2 separate regions of the Cricetulus griseus genome follow, and region 1 is linked to region 2. The links are chromatin contacts, called in public Hi-C maps. All regions are on one chromosome and are shown on one strand. The core of a region is the stretch at or near the end of the contact, and the rest is flanking DNA. Distances in the headings are between cores, read along the strand shown.

Evidence for each region. Hi-C and Micro-C count contacts between places; a contact is called where the count stands out from the background.
Region 1: a Hi-C map of the CHO-K1 cell line shows a contact between it and region 2, with 7 times the contacts expected there. The contact joins two enhancer-like sites. A contact is called at or near these places in 3 of 8 Hi-C or Micro-C datasets (the CHO-K1 cell line and fibroblasts).

What each region holds. Positions count from the first base shown.
Region 1 is chr2:404,882,573-404,887,080 of CriGri-PICRH-1.0, reverse strand. All of the region lies in intron 4 of Tmeff2 (tomoregulin-2), which reads left to right. Among named protein-coding and RNA genes, the nearest start is that of Tmeff2, 27 kb to the left of the region's middle. Within about 2 kb of position 1,285, at least 2 of the 6 cell types and tissues checked have open chromatin away from gene starts, as enhancers often do. A contact at or near this core is called in the CHO-K1 cell line and fibroblasts, where this site is marked.
Region 2 is chr2:404,250,414-404,254,811 of CriGri-PICRH-1.0, reverse strand. No RefSeq gene overlaps it. Among named protein-coding and RNA genes, the nearest start is that of Nabp1, 120 kb to the left of the region's middle. Within about 2 kb of position 1,906, at least 2 of the 6 cell types and tissues checked have open chromatin away from gene starts, as enhancers often do. A contact at or near this core is called in the CHO-K1 cell line and fibroblasts, where this site is marked.

The sequences.
Region 1 (4,508 bases), core at 36-2,535, 630 kb before region 2:
AGTTGAGGCTCTAGAATGGACTGATGGTTGAAAGGGCAATTAGCTCCATTCTCCAGGCATTAATACACTGTGTTGAGGTTATGCAGGAGGTGGAAAGACGAGTGCAATTAAATGATAAATATAAGGTCTGGAGAGATGGCTCAACAGTTAAGAGTGCTTGATACTCTTGAAAAGGACCCAGAAGCCTGGTTACTAGCACCATTTTGCTCACAGTTCTAATTCCACCACTGTTGTCTGGCTTTTGTGTCCCCCCCCCACACACACATATCCTGTGGTCTGGTTGTGGTTCTTCAGACTCTGGAGGACTCTGTGTCTGTCCTAGAATACTCATCTGCTACTCTTCTGATGAATACTGTCTTTAGTGACTAAAGCCCACTAGATTTTGCTGTCATCAAATGTTTTTTTTTATTGGTGGTTTTATTTAAGATTCAGTTTTTTCAGACTTGATAGTTTTAAACAAGCAGAAAATTCTCTTATTTCCAGACACCCTTTAAGCAAAGGGATGTCCCTGAATGCTGCAGTGCATGGCCAATTGCATTGACTTGGTTTCACATTTGGATTGGAAAATGTAACTTTTCTTCAGTGTACTAAATGTATGTACATATTGTACCATATGATTTCCAATGTGTACTTAACACAGAACAATTTCATTTTCTCTGGCAAATTACATACTTGCTATAGCTGAGGGAGTCTAAAAGAAACCCAGGATTAAACAGAAAACAATGTATTCAAATGATGTTAGCATCCTTCAACAAGCGAAGCCTAAAGAATTATATCAGTGCTCCTCAGTGGACTGGTTCTGGAAACAAATAAAAACCCAAACCTTGTCACTGTGGATATGCTGCTGGTTTCTCCTGGAGAAGAATAAAAGAATAGTTAGCTACGTATTTGTATAATATTGTCTCTATACTCTAAGAAAGTGTTCTGTAGACCATTTATTTCAACCAGGCCCATTCCTGCCTAACTAAATCACATTGTTTAGAATGCAACTTTTCTCTCTTTTTTCTTTTTTTTTAAAAATTTTTTACTTTTACTCATATTTTAGAACATGACTAATTGTGGTGCTGTTTTACCATTTTCTTCTTTTGGTGAAGGTGGCAGACAAGATCTCTGGTCAGCACTATCAGTTAGAAGGGCCAGTCACTTCTATATCTCCACAAAATGGTGATCTGTGGGCTGAATTGGTTCTGGCTCTGCTGGGAGATTTTACCTGGTCATGTGAACACTGAGAATGAGTGAGCTTCCATTCCCAGACAATGACTGTCCTCTTCAAAGACTGACTCACAAAGCAAAACCAGTCCTTCAGCACATTTGACTGTAAAACACCCCAGTTCTGACTATTTGCAGTGTAGTATGTGGCCTAATCCTCAAGAGCTGCAGCGTTTTACAATGTTCAAGGATTTTGTTCAGTTACTCAAAAGACAACTATCACTGTTTGCATGGGGTTGTCTTTGAAAGTAGGTTTTATTTTTAAATATAATTAAACAGAAACACAGCTGGCAGTTAAAGAAAAAGAATCACTAGTAGAGTTATTTTACAACATCTTAAATAAGGGGATGACATTAAATACTTATATCCTAGAAGCTCATGCTCACACTCCTTTTAAGGCAAGTCTGCCCAGCCACATCCAGGCATCAATTCCAGAACCCCCTCCCCCTGGCCTTTCATTAAGAGTGGTCCCTTATGCCAGGATCTAGTTTGAAATAGGATGGTGGCAGATATATACAGCAAGCTCAGTGTTATATATTAGCACACTGTGAATCTTCTGTTGTGAGTTCTCAGATCTGTGACATGTCTCCAGACCCTCCACCATTCTCCTGCCATAGACCTTTGTCAGGCATCTCTTGTCTGCAACACTGGAAAGAGCTTCTTCAACTGAGTGTCTGCTACCAGACATACTATCCCAAAACATTTCTTCCAGCACACTCAGAATATGTGTAGAAAATACTCACCTAAGTATATTATTCTCTTACATAAGACTCAGAAATGACTGTCCATCCTCTTTAGACTAAAACTCAATCATCCTTTTAGGTTATGCAATGACCTCAACATCAGTCCAGTTTCTGCCTCTCCAACCTCAACACTCATCTTTTTCACTTTAGGCTTGGCTCATCAGTGTGTTCCTTTTCATTGATGGGAAACAGAATCAATTGATTTCATTCTATGTCTCATTGATGCGCTCCTTCCTCTTTTACAAATTCTTAAGTATTTGACTAAATTTCACTCATATTCCAAAATAAGTTGCGGATTAAGGGGGTATCTGGGATTTCCATGGACTCTTATCAAGGGATAGGTATCTTACCAGACTTCCAGGGACCTTTTTAAGAGGTTTCTTTGAACTTGAAGAACAAAGGCCAAAATACTGGCTCTTCACAGAGCCTGATACCATGATGTGGACTTGTTAACCTGTGATCCACTTCAGTTTCCTACAAGTGGTGTGTGGAGGAAAAATAAAAGAAGTTTTTCTAGGACTCTAGTTAGTTAGTTTGGAGGTAATTGAGATGATTTTACCCTATGTGAACACTTTATTACATAGCCAAATTACTTATTAAAATACCAAATGGTTTTGGCCAAAAATTTAGTATCAACTTGATGCTTTCATTTACTTTGGCATTGAATCTGTGGTGAGTAGGACTGTCTTCTGGGTTTCCACAGAACTACAATGATTGCCTTACGTGGATGTACTTTGGCGACCAAATAATATTACTTAGTAAATGAGGCATCAGATATTACTTATGTCCAGACAGTCTCTCCATTTAGAAAAAAGAAAGTGTAGCACTCTGTGAGATTCTGCTTTAAGTTACAAAATAAGCAAAGATATTTACAGAGGGAGAGTGGAGTCCCTGCATGATGGCAGTGAGATTCTAGTACAAATTATTTTAGAGTAAGTCATGGCATCATCATCAACCTGCAAGTAAAGACTATCAGCAGAGCCTGAGAGAATGGTGCCTGTACTGGAGTAGTTTTTGATGAATGTAAGGGACACGTGACTGCTGCAGAGCAGTGGTCAATCAGAACAGCTGTAATGAATCGATATCCGTGTAAATAAAAAGGGTCACATTGCTATCTGTGGCTCTTAGTGTAGAGGGACAGGCACACAGAGAGAACATCTATCGTTGATCCTCAGTCTTCTGATGCTTTGTCCACTAACTTCAAGTTGAAGCCCATTCCCCTTCCTCATGCTTTTCTCCCCCTCAGTCTCCCTGCACCATGTAAATAAGTGGAACATGGTTGGAAAAGTGCTCAGGTGTAAAAGATACCTGTGAAGGGTAAAAAAAGCAAAGTTTGAAGAAAGAATGCTACAGCATAGGACTTTCCAACACAAAATGCCACGAGGAGAAAACAGTGTGCTCAATATTTTGTAGAAGAGTTACAGTGTTCAAAAAGGTAGATTTTAGGTTGTTTCAGAGTTGAGACACTATATTAGTTTTATACACTTTGACTCATGATGTTTCTTTCCATATTAACAACAAAATACTTACTTACTCACTTACTTTAATGCATTTCTCCATTTGATTGTTGCTCTGCTAGCAGTCCCTAAGTTTTAAGAGCAACAATATGCTCTCCATATAGATCTGCATTCTAATTTTCTACCACACACACACACTTTGCCATTCATAAGAAATAGCATTTGATATTGGCCAATGTATATTTCATTAGGAAGCATAGGTTTTATTATTACCAGACAAAGCAGTCAAAATCAATAATCTAGTGTACAGAGTGAGTCTAGCTAGACAACTTCCCCTAACCAGGCAATTCAAAGAGTTTTCTGGGGGCCATAAAAACTGTTGGGCACTGTTCTGTCACAGGCTGTCCACATAAGTGAGGGTGAAGAATGCTGATGTTGTGACTCCTGAGGAGTCACAAATAGGTGGTTAACTGCTTGCAGTTGGCCTGGAATATTTACACTCTTAGCACTGATAATTCTGCTACAGGGAGGAAACATGACTGATCACCTTATGTCTTACTTCCATATGTAAGCCTGAGAGGTCTCACAGAAATGATGCTGTATTTAGTGTAAGCACCCACCTCCTGTGTGTGTGTGTGTGTGTGTGTGTGTGTGTGTGTGTGCATGTATGTGGGTATGTGCATGTATGTGTGTATTAACAAAATATGAACTTGTTATTTTTAGTGTTTAAAAAAATCCGTATGTTATTTTAATCCCTAAACCCCTAACTCCTCTCAGATATTCATTACCTTCCTACCCACCCCACCCAGCTTCATGTTCTTTCTCTCTATGGTTCAAAAGATACTACTAAACAAAAACAAGCAAACAAACAAAAACCAAACTTATTCATTTTTTAAAAAAAAAGATGAACAGGGAATTTATTTGCAAGATTTTTCTCCCTCACAGCCAGGTACATCTCCATGAAAGAGAGACAAAGCAAAATGTTTTTCTCCCCTGAGGTGTATCCCTGGGATGCAGTCCCAGGAAGGACTTGGTGTGGTTTGGGATTTTGAAGGGGATATTTTGAATTTTGTAGACAGTATATGAGAACAGAGAATGC
Region 2 (4,398 bases), core at 657-3,156:
AACAGGATAGAGCAGAAGTTGTATTTTCTCAAGGAACAGTTTTACATATGCAAAGACCATTTGCAACGCTGGAACTCATTATGAATGTTTAATTTAATAGAGAATGTGATTGAAGACAGTGGCATGATGCCATAGGGAAGTGGCACTTGTACAGCTTAGTCTCTGGGGACACACAACTACTATGCTGTTGCTGTGATGCTTGGGGATATTGCTAACAAAATAGACAGCATTTTAACAATGGGCTCGAGTCAGGGTGATCCTAGTGTGTCTTTGTATAGCCTGACCACAGGCAGTCTTAGATATTGCTTTATTGTAAAGATAGAGTCTAGAGAAGGCATTATCTTAGCTTCCTGGTTGGTTGAATCACAAGGAAACAAGAGTTAATGCTGTTCAACTTCAAGGAACAACTCATGTGCCATACTTTCGGAAGTCTTTGTTAGCTTGCGGTGATCTTGAGGAAAGTAGTTTTTTTAATTATTTGTTTAATTTTATGTACATTGGTGTTTTGCTTGCATGAGTGAATGTCTTCATGAGGGTGTTGTATCCCCTGGAACAGGAGTTACTGACAGTTGTAAGCTGCCATGTGGGTGCTGGGAATTGAACCCGGGTCTTCCCGAAGAGCAGTCAGTGCTCCTAACCACTGAGCCATCTATCCAGTCCTGAGAAAAGTAGTTTTTTCTACTAACTTTTCTGCCATCATCACATGGAGAGGCAACTATGTTAAGCAGAACTAACTACTAGAATTTTGGTCAACTGTTGGGTGCATGCCAAAGTGCCAGAGGCCGGCTAATTAAGCTGGAATCTGATTGAAGACAAGCCATCCTCCCTAATGTTCATGATTCTAGGCCAATATATCATTAAGTCCATTTCATCTCTGGAAAGAAAATGCAGTCTGAATAAGAACTTTTTAAATATTTGTTTACAATGGAATTACTCAAAACCTGTCTACTATACCCAGCCTATGAGTCATTTGCCAACTTAATAAAAACTCATGGTCAATGAATTTAGGGTAATCCCCAAAGTAATTGCTTAAACACAAAGTAATAACAGGTGTTAAGTCTTGGTTCTTGGGAGAAGTATGAAGGCCAATGTTAAGAACTTTAATCTACCTGCTCAGATAGAAATGAAGTATAGAATTATTCTGAATGTGATCACACCAACATGCAAAGACCTCCTTGTAGAATGTGCCTTAATATGCATTTAGTATTAAGGCTTTAAAAAGATTATTTAATTTTAATTGCATGAGTGCACTCATAGATACCTGCCAAGGCCAGTGGTCTCATATCCCCTGGAGATGAAGCCTCTTGACATGAGAACTGGGAACTGAACTTGTGTCCCCTGTAAATCATCTCTCCACCTTCCAAGTCCTTTTTTTAGGTGCTAGATTTGGTCTGTGTTGAAACTCTTTTTCTCTCCTTCACCTAGTCTTTAAAACCTGGAAATAGAAGAGCAAATCTTTTCAGGGACATTGTCCGGGGTTTTCTCCAAATACCTGTCTCTGCTTAATTTTCACATATTGACAAGCAAAGGAGAGAGCCTTGTTGCAGTTAGAACCTCATAGCTCCATGATGGAAAAGCACAGACATCCCACTAAACAAAACCCTGGTTTTACTGCCTACAAACTAGGGCCCAGTGTGAAGGACTAGTGCCAGCTAAGGACATCTCTTCACTCTTAAACACCAATGATTCAAGGCAGTGTCGATTCTACTCGTGTTTTAGAAGATCCCTGTAATCTCCTCTGTGCCTGTTGTGTGAATTTTCTTAAGGAGCTCTGAACAAATGTCTTCAGTCCAGATAGGGCATTGACAGCAGACCAAAGAAACAACTCTTCCCAAGTCTAAGTGAACCCATGAGCTTATTGGAGTTACATATCAGCAAAAGATTGCTTACAGAAATGTGGATGACTCAAAAAGTCCACCTCAGCAGGGGCAATGACTCACAAACGCCCTACTCCTGGAGTTCCCTGCATGACTCAAAGGTACTCTCCTCTCCCTAGAAAGCTCTTATTGCTTATATAACTTTGGGGTACAAAGGCTTGTGAATCTTGTAAGTTTCCTTTACTTCCCAGACCTTGCATGGTTCCCTAGCTTTCTGGGATTGATGAGCCTTCCACCTCCATCAAGGATAGAATATTTTAATTTGAAGAAAACTGCTATACAGCAATGTCTTATTTTGAAGATGAAACTTTAGTGCTGGTCTAAATTCTTTCTTTAAATTAAGTACTGCACTGATCCATTTAAATCACTGATAGAAAACTAATGTGACAATAATAAAGTCGAATTTCCTTTTCTGGAGTGTTTCTTGGCTATTAAGGTTTCCTTTTTGTATCCTTTTAATGGTAGGTACGAGTTTCTGCCTCTCTAGGGTACCTCTGTCTTTTCCTATCACACACCTGAGTGGATTCAGATGTTACCCAGCTCCCCTTTTCATTTTCATAGTCACTTAGGCCATGTCAAAAGCACTTGTTTTCATTTTAAATCCATTTTCTCTACCCCCATAACAAGACTTTAGAAAAGGACCCTATACTCCCTGAGATTCTCCTCCATAAACCCTAAACAACTACATCCTTCTTTGGACATGAACATCCCTAGAGGATACAACATGTACAGGTAATAATGATGACTACAGCACAGGGGGGCTTGTCAGGGACCCTGCAGTGTCTTGGCTCTCAGCAGACAATAAATCACTTTATTTTGTACAACAGTCCTACAGCGAAGATACACTCTTCATTTCAAAAGCTGGACATCTTCAGCAAGGGAGTATGTCTTTAAACTCAAGGAATTTAGAAAACATTGCCAGTGTTACTGAGGCAGTAGCTGGAATAAAATTTGAACTCAGGAAGTCTAACCTTAGGAGCCACATTCATGCAGGTAGACATCAGTGGGGAAAGCAGTAGGAGCTGGGGATCAAATCTGGTGTCTTACAAATGCTAGGCAAGTGTTCTACCATGGAGCTGTATCCTCAATCCTAGAACCACATGCTCACTGCAGAACTATGCTTCCCTCATGTGTGTGGAGGTACAGGGAAGGCAGTGGGCTACTCCATTCACAAGAAAGAAAGTTGGCCAATGGGTGTGTGGTGTGTGGTGAGTTAGCCTTTAACCCCAGCACTCAGGAGACTGGGACAGGAAGATTGCTGTGAGTTCAAATCCAGCCTGGACCACAGAAAGAGATTGTTCAAAATGTCACCTAATTATAATAATTATATTAAATTTAAATTGAAATCATTTAAATAAAAATTACACAGTGCAACTAATATAACATACACACAATGACATAACTAAATTAAAAACAAGAAATTACTAAAACTTTTTAAGAGGGAAATGAAAAAAATTTATTCCTTGAGAAATTTCAATCAAGGTAGAATAACATTTAGACGCAAAATCCTTTGGAAATACCCTCCTATGCAGCACTTTTTGAAATTATTAGTGATGTATTTTATCAAAACACAAAGCAAATCCAATTAAAAAAAGAAACCTGAGATTTAACAAACAAGGAAACCAACCAAGCAGTGCAAAAATCAAAGAAAATATGTGGTGGCAGGTGTGGACCATTCAACAGTCTGTTCTACTGGGCATATTGGAGTACATGGCAAATGAGGCTTGGGACCAATCGCCTACCAAGAAGCAATTTAAGGTATGGGGTGCAGAATGCCAAAGAAGTCCTCACAGAAGTCTGTGAGGCACATGGTCATACCGCATACAGAGTCAGGAAGCAGCTAGAGATGAATACTGTTGTTTAAAGGACTCTCCCCCACCCCCCATTTATTCAGCTCTGGATTCCAGCCCGTGGGATGGTGCTGCCCAGTCATAGAGTACCTCTTCCATCCTCACTTAAAGCCTCTCTAGAGGGGGCTTGAGAGATGGCTCAGAGGTTAAGAATACTGGCTGCTCTTTCAGAGGTCCTGAATTCAATTCCCAGCAACCACATGGTGGCTCACAACCATCCGTAATGAGATCTGGTGCCCTCTTCTGGTGTGCAGGCATGCATGGAGGCAGAATGTATGTACACATAATAAATAAATAAAATCTTTTCTTTTAATTTTCTTTATTTATTATGTGTACAACATTCTGCTTCCATGTATGCCTGCACGCCAGAAGAGGGCACCAGATCTCATAACGGATGGTTGTGAGCCACCATGTGGTTGCTGGGAATTGAACTCAGGACCTCTGGGAGAGCAGCCAGTGCTCTTAACCTCTCAGCCATCTCTCCAGCCCCAAATAAATAAAATCTTAAAACAAAAACAAAACCTCTCTAAGAAACACCCTCACAGACATGCCTAGGGGTGTGTCTCCTATGGGATTACAAATATAATGAAGATTAGCCATCACATCAGCCATATTTTTCTAACAATAAAGTAAAGGAACAGCACCGTGTCTGTGGAGGGGGGTGGGGGGGG